2 separate regions of the Mus musculus genome follow, and region 1 is linked to region 2. Evidence: chromatin contacts called from public HiChIP or PLAC-seq data. All regions are on one chromosome and are shown on one strand. The core of a region is the stretch at or near the end of the contact, and the rest is flanking DNA. Distances in the headings are between cores, read along the strand shown. Region 1 holds the start of Tfpt (TCF3 (E2A) fusion partner). Region 2 holds the start of Syt5 (synaptotagmin V).

Region 1 (6,377 bases), core at 817-3,316, 920 kb after region 2:
TTTGTGTCCACTTCCCCCACTAGTTAAGACACCTGACATGAGCAGACCTGATTCATCAAACTTGACATCAGGCAGTCACGTTCTGTGACTTTCTTTGGCTTTACGGAACAAGAAGTTTCTCTGCCTGCCACTTGGAATCCCTGTAGAAGCTGGCTGGGAGACTCCCATCACTCAGTGAATTAACAGCCCTTGTTCCTTCCCCAGGGTTAGCACAAGTACTCAAATTCCAACAGGGGGCACTTCTTCCCTGACCCAATGCAGGGTTAGTCAGTCCCTTCTGTAGGGACTACAGAGTGGGCATGGTTGCTTCTGCCTCACACTCAGGAGGCTGAAAAAGGATGGTTGCTGAGAGTTCAAGGCCACTATAGGCTACCTAGTAACTTCTAGGCCAGTCTGAACTTCAGAGTGAAACCTTGTCTCCATATTTAAAAATATACGTACATACATGTGTACACACCCTGTCTGTGGATGTGGAAAAGGTCCTATAGTTCAGAGAACCCAGAGACAAGTCTTCTCACAATTAGAAAACACATCAGTTTTATAGTACAATATGCATGTTTATTTTTCTTTCTTCCTTTTTTTTAAACATAGGTGTTGTCTCACTTTCTTCTAAAAAAAATGTATGTATGCGTTTTGCCTGATGTGCATAATATATATATAATGCCCATGGAGAGCAGAAGATGTCAGATCACCAAGAACTGGAGTTACAGATAGTTATGACCCATGTGGATGCTAAGAACTAAACCCAAGACCTCTGGAAGAGCAGCAGATACTCTTAACTATCTCTCCAACTCCATGAATGTACCTATTTCTGAGACAGGGTTTTACCCAGGCTGACTCTGACCAGACTGGACTTGAACTCATTCATGTACCTGCTGCCTCAGTCTCCTAAGTGGTGAGATATAAACACATATCATGTCTGGGTACAATGCAGTATGTTTTCAGAGGGTCAGTAACTGGATTTAAAAAAAAAAAGAAGAATGAATGCTCTGAGGAAAGCTGAGGAGGGAGACACTTGGTGATAAAACCATAAGGAGCAAGAGAGTCGGGGAGTCAGAATGGGCAGAGGAAAGTGAGGGTGGGAGGCACCTTCCGACACGTTGGCTTGCTTGCTGATATACTCCTCAATCTTCATCATGATCTCAGCAAACTGATGAGGAAGGAGAGCACAGTCAGAAACTAGGCCTCTCAGAAAGAACTGCTCTCCGGCCACTCCTCCCTAGGAACGCTGACTTAAAGGGTGCCACCTCACCATCTTGCTGTCCCATAGCTTGGCAATGCTCTTGACTGAATCTCCAGAAAGATCCAGCTGGGTCTCCTCCTGTACATCCTCAATTGCTGGCTCCTCCTCCTCTTCTCCATAGCTTCCTCCTTCCTCTTCTTCTGCTGCCTCCTCGAGGTCAGCCAAGAGCTCATCAGCCAGAGACATCCCAAGGCCTATGGGAAAGGGAGAATGGGGTTCCCTAATACTGCATCTTGACCCTGTCCACTCATATCACCAGAAGGAGCACCTTCTCCCGGATCCCCTTAAGTTTCTTCTTCATCAGCTCCTGTAGCCGCACGCAGGCTCCACAGCTTGCTTAGTTCACGGAGGTTGTCTCCTGTTCCTACCCACACAGAACACAGCACATCCCTCCAGGTACCACCTGACCTGGCAACTTTTCCCCACACCTCTGGGTCTTTGAGCAACTATTCATCTTTGCCTAACCCGGCTCTTTGCTCCCTCACCCTGCCTTCAGTTCTTTCATTCCACCCGTCTGGCCCACGTGCCATATTTCAGCCTAAAGTTATGCTGTGATCCACTCACGTCTTGAATATTAGTTCTAAGGCGCTCCATACGTTTAATATTATTATTTATACTATGATTTAAGTCGCCCGCTACACTTTCTCCTCCAGTAGCTTGGCTTCCGGCCATCCCTTCTTCTCCATCACACTCACCGCTTCGATCCTCTCACAATCGTTTCCAAGAAATCTGCTTCCCCAGAGCTTCGGCTCTCTTTGATGACGTTTACTTGCCGCCGATAAATCTGTGTTTTGATTGGCCGTTTACGACATTTCCGGCAGCGTTTGGACAACAACTTTATTAGCAGCCGCCTCGCGGGACGGCGACCGGGAGTGCTGGGTTCTAGGGCTAGGGGAAGTCGTACGTCGCCGTGGATTGAGCCTGCTAAACAGAGATTCGCTTTGGCTAGTCGACACTGCGACAAGACAGGAGTAAAGAAGGTGACAACGTGGACGATCGGTGCAGGCGCTAGAGGATAAACCGAAGGCTTCAAGCCGCAATTTGGAGTCGGGTGCAAACGAAGGCAGAGTAGGAAACTTTAATTCCCAGTTTTCCTGTGTCGCAAGGCCTGATGGGAGAGGTAGTTTTGCGCAAGACTCCACCTCTCTGAGGCTTGAGGTGTCTCTTGACCAGAGAAATGGAGTTGGAACAGAGAGAGGGGTGAGTAGCTGAGCTTTGTGTAAACGGGGACTCCAAAAACAGCAACGATCGGCTGTAGTGCTCTCAGGGACGATGGGGAAGTTCGTGCAGTTGCTTTCTTTTCGAATCTCTGTGGGAGAACCGGAGGCAGTACTGGAGCATCGTAGGGGAGATTTGGAATTTGCTGTTCTTATGGATCTGAGAGCAAGGAGATTGGAGTGTGGGCTCCAAAGTCTGAGGGAGGAGGCTAGGGTCTGATTCCTCATTGTTAGGGACGAGGACTGGGGCCTGGATCCCTGGCAGTGACCAAGAAGGGCTAGGGTCTGGGCTTCTTGGTAGGAGGGAGGAGGGCTAGAGTCTGGGCTGCTGGGTGTGATGGAGGAGAGGGCTAGGATCTGGGCTCCAGGCTGGGGCCTGGACCTAAGTCCCCCTGGGAGGGACTTGGAGAGCCAGAATATAGGCTCCTAAAACTTCTTGGCCCTACAGGACCATGGCAGCCGTGGGCTTTGAAGAGTTCTCAGCGCCACCAGGCTCAGAGCTGGCTCTGCCTCCCCTGTTTGGTGGCCACATCCTAGAAAGTGAGCTAGAGACAGAAGTGGAATTTGTGTCCGGTGGTCTGGGTGATTCAGGACTCCGGGAGCGAGATGAAGAGGAAGAGGCAGCCCGGGGTCGAAGGCGTCGCCAGCGGGAACTAAATCGTAGAAAGTACCAGGCACTAGGTCGGCGCTGCCGGGAGATCGAGCAGGTAGGTAAGTGTGGATTCCCATTTGGGGGTCCTCTCGCCAGAACTGCCGCCTCGCTGCCGATGCCAACACCACCCCCTCCTCATACCGCCTCCTCCTCCTCCTCATGTCCTTCTTTTTCCCTTTCCTTTTGTACTTGAACAAGTGAACAGATCCATGTGGGTCTAAGTCTGTGCCAGGCACCCTAAGTAGTCTCTTCCAGAATATTTATATTCATTACTTTTCTTGTTGTGACCTGGGAAAAGCAACTTGGGGAAAGGCTTACATTGACTTGGAGTTTAAGGATCTGTGGCGGCAGAGAAGACACAGTGTCAGGGGCATGAGACAGTTGGTGATGTTGCATCCATAGGCAGGAAGCAGAGAGATGGAGAGATGACTACTGGCACTCAGCTTGACTTTCCCTTTTTATTCAGTTTATTCCAGCCCATGATATGGTGCTGCCCACATTTAGAGTAGATCTTCCTACCTCAATTAACCCACATGCCAAAGACATGCATAGGGTCTTGTCTCTTAGGTGATTTTTAGATCTTGTCAAGTTGAAAAATCAGTAATAACCATCACAGCATCAGATACTCTGCCTCTGGTATGTCACAGGTGACTCTCAGATTTCATTCACAGCCTCTCACCTAAGGCACCTCCAGGCTTGCCTACTCTGCCTCTTGAACCTCACTTGGGTCCTTCTTTTCTCAGATTAACTCATCGCGTGAGTCTTTAGTTCACCTCCTTAGTAAGAAGGAGGAAGGAGCTATGGGCAGAATGTAAGTAGGTCTTAGTAAGTCAGGAACACCAGAGAAGAAGTTTGGAATTTGCGCTTTGGATGAATGGGAGCTGGCAAGGGGTTTGAAACTAGTGCACAGACAGGAGGTGGAGGGGGGTGATAGGAGGGCTGGGGTGGAGGGCAGTGTCTCAGTTTCTCCTTTTCATGAGGACAAAGTTCAGGTTGGGCTCTGCACCAGTGACTTCTGTTGAGCCATGGCTGCTTCTGGCATTACTGTGTTTGCATGATGCTCACTTTTTGAAGTATTGGGTTAGGATTCCAACAAATCTTTGTTGGGTGTGGGTGACATCCTGAAACACGGTGTGTGCAAGTCCTGGAAAGGGAGAGGCTGAGGCTGAGGAGATTGGGAAGGGATTCTAAACACTGCTTAGCAAGTGTGGTACTAACAGAGTTCAGGAAGGGGAGAGCTGGACTTACAGGTGTTTGTAAGCTACCTAGTGCGGATGCTGAGATCTGAAATCTGGTGCTCTGAGAGAGAAGCAAGCTCTCTCCATACAGTATATGTTTGTTTATGTATACATATATATGTTTGTATATGTGTGTGTATATATAGATATAGAGAGATAGATTGACTGATATACACATACATACATACATACATACACATTTTATGTTTATGAGAGGTTGCCTCCATGTATGTCTATGTACCATGTGCATGCTTGGTGCCCACTGAGGTTGAACTAGGCTATTAGATCCCAGGAATTGTAGTTGAAATTGGTTGTTAGCTACTATGTGGGTACTGTGAATTGAATCTGGATCTTTTGGAAGAAAAACCAGTGCTCTTTATGGATGAGCCATCCCTCCAGCTCTCCCGTCCCCAAAGTGTGCATTCCTAACTGCTGAGCTCTTGCTCCATCCCCTAAGCCTCTGTTCTTAATTCCCCCCTACTAAGATCAGATTCCACGTGCACAAACCCAAAGTTCAGCTGAGTAATTTGCAAGAATCCACACAGCTGATGAATAGCAGAGCCTGGAAAGTGCAGGTCTTTCTGATCAGAAAGAACTTTAGCCTGTGTCCTAGGCACTGTTTGACTGAGTCTTGTCCTTTCCTTTCCATATCTAGGCTGGGGCCTTCAAAAAGTTCAAGGGCTGTTCCCTGATTCTGGAATGTTCTCCTCCTGACTTGCTTCTTATTTGTCTCCTGCCTGTCATTCAGGTGTTGGCTTAAAGATCTTCTTATGGCCCTAATTTCAGCAACCATTTTCTGGTCTAATAGTCTACTAGACATGTAGACTGTGTGACAAACACTTTGGTGTTTGTATTCATGATTTTTATGCTGCTGTGATCCCAGCACCCAACAAAAGCAACTTAGGGGAGGGAAGCCTTATTTCAGTTCGTGGTTTCATCCCATCGAGGTGAGGATGCTTGGTGGAACAGCTCGGCCTGTGTCAGCAGGAACATGTGGAAGGGCTTTTTACATCATCGTGTACTAGGAAACAGAGGGGGAGACAAGAACCACAGATAGGGCCTAACCTTGAGAGGCCCAGCCCTAGTAATTGATTTCTGCTAGGCAGACACCAATTCCAGAATTTTCCCAAGCATCCTCCCAACAGCTAAGGGCCATGCTTTCAAAACTTGAGCCTATGAGGGTGTGGTGGCTGAAAGAGAATGGCTCTTATATCCTCAGATGTTGAAATGTTTAATCTCCAGTTGGTAAACTACTTGGGAAAGATTTTGATGTTTGACCTTGTTGGAGTTGATGTGTCTCTAGGGGTACAGTTTGAGGTTTCAAAAGCTAGTAGCAGTCCCAGTGTCTTTCTCTGCCTGCTGCCTGTGGATCAGGATGTAAAGCCCTCAGCTGCTGCTCCACAGCCATGCCTGTCTGTTTTCCACCATGATGATGATGGAGTAACCCTCTAAAGCAATTAGCAAGCCTCAGTTAAATGCTTTCCTTGATAAGATTTACCTTGGTCAGAGTGTCTCTTCACAGCAAGAGAACAGTAACTAAGATAGAGGGAGATTTCAAACTGAAAGTGAAAGGTTCCGTAATCTCTCATTTAGCATGGTTTGACTGAGGGACACAGGCACATTGCTATCACTGGGGATCTTATATTGTGGTGGGTAGACAGCAAACCAAGGGAAGAAGATGTAAATGTTAAGAAAAAATAAAGAGGAGGCAGAGCTCTGTGAGTTCTAGGTCAACCATAGCTACATAATGAGATGCTGGGTATAAATAAGTAAACAAACAGACTGAATGGGTGACCAGGGTTCTGTGTGATGATAACTCGGGAAGTAGCACAGTTAGGTGGGAGGCCTAAGATGACTTCCTGAGCTGGTGACGTTTTAACTTAAATTTGACTGTGGAAGGAATATGAGCCAAAAATAGAAGAGAGACCATGTGGAAAGATCATCCCTAGGCCAGGAGTATGCTTTGGTTAGTCAGGTAGCTCTTGGCACTTGGTGGAGATGAAGGAGCACATCAACTCATGATTATT
Region 2 (6,072 bases), core at 2,642-5,141:
TCTGGACCAAGCTGACCTGCCAGACGAGCCATCTTGAGCATGCTCTGTGTTCAGTGAGAGACCACTGCCCCAGTGAGTATAGCATAGAGCAGTTGAGGAAGACTCCGGAAAACAACCTCAGGTATCCGAATAGATATGCACACACAGGCATACTCATTCCCCACAGGGTACCACCACCACCACCACACACACACACACACACACACACGTGCACACACGCATGCACGTGCACGCACGCACGCACGCATGCAGGCACGCACTCTTTAAAGGCTGACTGTCCTTGTCTCCCTTCCCAGGTGAAGTGTGAGCACTACTGGCCCTTGGATGCTCAGCCTTGCATTCATGGGCAGCTGCAGGTAATGTTGATTAGTGAGGAGGCGTCAGAAAACTGGACAGTGAGGCATCTTCAACTCTTCCATGTGAGTCCCTCTAACCCTACCAGAACCCCTCAAGGTCTCCCTGCAGTGCGTGTCCCAGAGAATTCCCTATTAGGCATAGAAACTTCTGGAGCCTCTACACCCACACCTCCTTTCAGATGAAAGAACAGCAGACTCTCTCGTTGCGCCAATTCCACTACCTGGCCTGGCCAGACCATGGAGTTCCTTACTCCCCAGACCCCCTGCTGGCTTTCCGAAAGATGCTTCGGCAATGGATGGATCAGACCACGGATGGAGGTCCACCCATTGTGCATTGCAGGTGAGGGTCACCCTGTCACTCTGTCCCTGTCCTCAGGGACTCAGTATCCATCACAGACAAGCACCCATACATAAAATTAAAAGTCAAATGACTTTTAAAAGCAACTTTGGGGCTGGACATGGTGGCATACCTGTAATCTAAGCACTTGGGAGGCAGAGGTGGGTGGGTCTTTAAGTTCTAGGCCAGCCTGGTCTTCAGACTGAGTTCCAGGACAACTGGGACTACACGGAGAAACTCAGTTTTTAAAAACCCAAACCTCTGACAGGGGTGTTACACACTCGTAGTCCCAGGACTCAGAAGGCAGAGTTAGTCAGATCTCTCTGAGTTTGAGGCCAGCCTGGTCTGCAGAGAGAGTTCCCAGAGAGCTAGGGCTACACAGAGAAACCCTGTGTGGACAAAAAAAAAAAAGAAAGAAAGAAAATGAAACAAACAAGACAGCAAAACCCCAGAACCGATTTGTTTACTGACTCTTCTTGTGAATTTCATTTCCATGTTACTAGCTGCATGGCCTGGGACATACCCTTCCTCAGCTTTCATTTCGCTATCTGTGAAGTGGGTGTGCTGATACATCTTATTTTCATACTCAGGAACACTGTAAAGATGGAGCAGAGCTCACACTAGATGACCCATGCATGCGGAACACCCCAGGCCCAGTCACTGTCTTCCTTTGCTCCCCAAACCTGGAGCAAACTGTGTCTTGCTGAGTACTGCACTCTCTGGGTGTTCCAAAACCATACAATCTCAGCACCTAGAACTCCAGACTTCTCCCCTTCCCCGCCCCAGAGGCCTGATTCCTGTCTTTTTGTTGTTGTTGTTTTGTTTTTTGTTTTTGTTTTTTGAGACAAGGTTTCTCTGTGTAGCCCTGGCTGTCCTGGAACTCACTTTGTAGACCAGGCTGGCCTCGAACTCAGAAATCTGCCTGCCTCTGCCTCCCAAGTGCTGGGACTAAAGGCGTGTGCCATCAACCGCCCAGCCTGATTCCTGTCTTGTTCCTTGCCTAGTGCTGGTGTGGGCCGGACGGGCACCCTAATTGCACTGGATGTCCTGCTGCGGCAGCTGGAGTGTGAGGGGCTGGTGGGTCCCTTCAGCTTTGTGAAGAAGATGAGAGAGAGCCGGCCACTGATGGTGCAGACAGAGGTGAGGAGCTTTCGGGGGACAATGTGGGTGTGGTGGGGGTTGAGGGCCCTTCAGGAAGCATCCCTCATTCTGTGCATCCTCCCCAGGCCCAGTATGTGTTCCTCCACCAGTGCATCTTGAAATCCCTCCAGAAGCCAGCTCCAGCCCTTGTCCCAGAGGAGGCAATGTATGAGAACGTGGCAAGCTTAGTTTATGAGAATGCATCTGCTATCATGGCCCATGAGTCTGAGTTCTCAGCTTCTGGGTGCTGAACCCAGACACAGAAATACCCAGGCCAGATCTGGACCTGTGCTGAAGCCCAGATATGTGGACCTTCAAGACAACAGGATTGAAGTCCCAGCCTCCCCAACCCCATGGGAGGAGGTCACTGGAAACGCATCTCCTGTGGTCCAAGTGCAGGAAGGGCTGGTATACTTCAACTGTGAGCCCTGTGAGTGGTGGAGCTTGAGGACAGGGTGGCTGACAGGTAGGGGTGACGGGGTGACTGACAGGTAGGGGTGACGGGGTGACTGACAGGTAGGGGTGATGGGGTGACTGACAGGTAGGGGTGACGGGGTGACTGACAGGTAGGGGTGACGGGGTGACTGACAGGTAGGGGTGACGGGGTGACTGACAGGTAGGGGTGATGGGGTGACTGACAGGTAGGGGTGACGGGGTGACTGACAGGTAGGGGTGACGGGGTGACTGACAGGTAGGGGTGACTGACAGCTAGGTTTTCTCTTCTTTGAGTGGAGATAGCTACCGCCTGGGTGTGCAGGCTCTCAAAAAAACAGGCTGGAACCTGGATTCGAAAGAAGGAATCAGGGTCTGGAATTGTACTACCTGAGCAGCAAAGGCAGGCAGGTACTTGTCCCCTTTTTACCTCAGAAACCGAATCAGTCTCCTTTACTCCGAGGCTGAAGGGAGTCCCCTGTGCTTGTGGTCTCCCTGGGCCCCGTGGCTGTACATTCTTTCCTTCTATATAATTTATTAAACTGTCCTCCCGAAGGTGGCTAACGGATTTTTGTCTCTGGAGATAACACTGGGGTAGGAGAGGGGGTTCCAAGCACCTATGGTGGGCACATTATATTCCACCACCCCCTAAAAAGTACAGGATTTGGGCTGGGAGGATAGCCCAGTTGGTAAAGTGAATGCTTTGGAAATATGGGGATCTGAGTTTGGGGCCCAGAGCCCAGGTGGAAAAATCTGGGTGTGGTGGTGGTAGGGGGCTGGCTTGTAGTGGCAGAGGTGAGGAGCCAGTGATAGGCAGATCCCTGAGGCCTGATGACTAGCCAGCCTAGCCTAATCTGTGTGTTCCAAGCCAGCGGGAGACCATCTCGCAAACCAGTATCGATAGGGATACTGAGATGGCTCAGCTGGAAAAGACCCTTCCTGTCAAGCATGGTGGCCTGGGTTCACCATCAGGACCCAGACGGTGGAAGGAGAGAGCCAGCGGCCTTCAAACTGTCCCCTGACCCCCATATGCCCACTCCCCCATACAAATGAAAAATGGCTTATAATTGCAAAAAATGTGCAATTTAATGTCTTAATAAGGTGCACAGCACTGATGGAAAACACGCTGAGTTGTCTTCTGACCTTCACACACATGCCCACATGAATGTGCACCACTGTGCACCACTATACACACCAACACACACACACACACACATACACACACACACACACACACACACACACACACACACACACACAAGAAGTATAGGTTGTGTGTTGGCTGAAGCCAGGAATTGGGTAAGGAAACACAATGTCTGAGAGCAGAGATGCTGGCGACTCTAACTTCTTGCTTTGAGAATCTGGGTAGCTAAGTCTCCAGAGAGAGGGTTTTCATAGGTTCTAAAACCGAGTGCTCTGGAATCCAGTTATTTGCATTGTAAAAAGTGTGTGTGTGTGTGTGTGTGTGTGTGTGTGTGTGTGTGTTGTGGGGGCTGGTACTCAGTGTAGATGTCCGATGACTTAGCCAGACGTCAGAACATTCTAGGGTACTAAGATCAACGTACGTGGGCGCCATGGTGGTTCTCGGGTGTGGCGGGCCGAGGGGCGGAGCAGGGCGTTCTCTCTTCTCCGGGGCAGAACACGCACGCACACATATGCACAAATACACGCGCGCGCGCGCGCGCGATCTCACACAGGGGCGCAGACATTAGCCTGGCTAGGCTCAGCCGCGCCCCCACCCTGCCAAACTGTGTGATCAGCACACAAGGGAAAGCGCCATCCACCCACGTGCTGGGGGCGGGGTCCCAGCAGCCCACAACACCTCCAGAAGGGTCCTGTCGAGACACCTAGCAGGTAGGAGCTGTTGGGACCCTCTGTCCAAGCCACATCCTCGGTCCCATTCGTGGGGGGTCTGGCGTGTGAGAGGGGTGGAGGAGGGTCGTCGACAAGGTTCAACTTTGAGCGGCAGGTTGAAGCCCTAACCAAGGAAATTGCTATGTGGAGAGGAGAGACAGGTGTGGAAACAAAGGGAGCAGGTTGGTAGTCAAAAAAAAGCAAAGAGAGACTGAGAGAGAGAGGCTAGACAACAGAGGGCAGTAGAGGCGCTGACGAGAGAAGGTTGTGGGGGACAGAAGAGGGAAGATGCCTATCTGGGGTCGAGAAAGAAGTGGGGGCCGAGCCGGTCACGAGAACAGGTGTGAAGACAGAGTCGGGGTGCGCTCAAGAGACTCATGAGCAAGAGGATGTGAAGGCCCAGCAGAGGTGCCGGGGCAGGTTCTCCACTTTACCAGAAAGAGTGGTGGTGCAAGGGGTCCCATGCGATGGGAGGAGCCACTGTAGATGCACAGATCACAGGCCGCTCTCGCTGTGCCACGGGATCCCGGACCTGGGTCCCATGGACCGGCACCGCCCGGACTTCGTTTCTGTGCGTCAGTCCCTCCCGTTGCCTTGGCAACAGGCTCGTTGCCCAGCAACCAGCACTGCTATCACCCTGCCTGGAGCCTGGCGGTCGCTCAGGGCAACAGTGGTCTGCTGGTTCCCACGCCTGCCTGCGCCCACTTCCGGTTCAAGCCCTTGGGAAGAGCAAGGAAGGGGTAGAAGAGAATGGATTGGGAAGAGAATGGGATGGGGTGGCATACAGAGGAAGTATCCCTTTGTGATGGAATTGGGTCCCCCAAAGCCTGCCACTGGCGTGAAGAGGCTGAGATTAACTCCTAGTGTGCACCAAAAATCAATGGAATTTAAGGTTCTTTGATGCGTGAGAAAACTCACTGGATGCTTTGGGTAGGAGTGGGGTGGGGTGGGGATAGAGTATTTGGGTACCTCTGCAGGAAGCACCGCAGGACCCCGACGCCATGTTCCCGGAACCCCCGACCCTGGGGTCTCCAGCGCCTAAGACACCTCCAGACTCCAGCCGCATCAGGCAGGGCGCAGGTGAGAAGACCCTGGGCTAGCCCTAGTGGACAGCCTCTCAAGATCCCCAGAGAAGGGTCTCAGTAGCAAAGACTCGGGTGGGTAGGCTGGAAAATCCCGCAGGAATCGTGGGTCGGTATCCCAGACGAGTAGACTCTGAAATAGTGAGGCAAACCAGATCACGGGTGTGGCATGGAATGGAATCAGAAGTGGATGAATGTGAACAGGCCCAGGAGTGAAAGCTAAAAGCAGTAGGGAGCGAGCAGAAATTAAAATGGGTGTAGAGACATCAGAATTATAAGAAAACAAATGTCGGCTTGGGTTAGGGCATAAATTGAGCTTTATAGGTGAGATTGGTTAGAAGGAAAATTGGGATTAAAATATAATGGAGTTGGGTGTAGGGAAAACCAGGCTAGAATCAAACTGCTGGATGGAATCAAGCGTGAGTTAGCCAGCCACCTTCCCAGTGCTTCGAATCATGTCATGTTCGTCCTTCTGCAGTGCCTGCCTGGGTCCTGGCTACCATCGTGCTGGGCTCGGGCCTCCTGGTCTTCAGCAGTTGTTTCTGTCTCTACCGGAAGCGCTGTCGGAGACGGATGGGCAAAAAGAGTCAGGCCCAAGCCCAAGTCCATCTTCAGGAAGTGAAGGAGCTGGGCCGGAGTTACATAGATAAGGTGTGACACAGCTGAGCCTCTCAATCCTTCCCTTTGTACACCCCTGCACCTTTGAATGTCCTAGCTACTATCTTCTGTCCTTGGCCCCTTCACTTTTTTTTTTTTTTTTTTTTTTTTGGTTTTTTCCAGAAAGGGTTTCTCTGTATAATTCTGGCTGTCCTGGAGCTTACTCTGTAGACCAAGCTGGCCTTGAACTCAGGCCTCTGCCTCCCACGTGCTA

Evidence for each region. HiChIP or PLAC-seq counts read pairs in DNA pulled down with a chosen protein or histone mark.
Region 1: an H3K4me3 HiChIP or PLAC-seq map of embryonic forebrain shows a contact between it and region 2, with 6 times the contacts expected there. The contact joins the promoter of Tfpt here to the promoter of Syt5 in region 2. A contact is called at or near these places in 8 of 39 promoter capture datasets (the HPC-7 cell line, cranial neural crest, embryonic stem cells and 5 more), 1 of 484 Hi-C or Micro-C datasets (embryonic stem cells), 16 of 115 datasets of contacts at active chromatin or transcription factors (bone marrow-derived macrophages, craniofacial prominence, embryonic basal ganglia and 8 more) and 1 of 9 other capture datasets (embryonic stem cells).

The regions. Positions count from the first base shown.
Region 1 is chr7:3,625,618-3,631,994 of GRCm38.p6, reverse strand. Tfpt (TCF3 (E2A) fusion partner) reads left to right here and starts at 2,066. Exons shown (of 6, transcript NM_001290381.1): 1 at 2,066-2,443; 2 at 2,909-3,167. The coding sequence starts at 2,421. Prpf31 (pre-mRNA processing factor 31) reads right to left here and starts at 2,010. Exons shown (of 14, transcript NM_027328.4): 1 at 1,939-2,010; 2 at 1,253-1,437; 3 at 1,090-1,150. The coding sequence starts at 1,429. Gm15927 (a long non-coding RNA gene) reads left to right here. Exons shown (of 6, transcript XR_003946711.1): 6 at 592-924.
Region 2 is chr7:4,545,360-4,551,431 of GRCm38.p6, reverse strand. It overlaps Syt5 (synaptotagmin V), which reads left to right and starts at 3,891. Exons shown (of 9, transcript NM_001360422.1): 1 at 3,891-4,119; 2 at 5,097-5,199; 3 at 5,680-5,852. The coding sequence starts at 5,121. It overlaps Ptprh (protein tyrosine phosphatase, receptor type, H), which reads left to right. Exons shown (of 20, transcript NM_207270.2): 17 at 297-419; 18 at 536-696; 19 at 1,698-1,833; 20 at 1,920-2,818. The coding sequence ends at 2,084.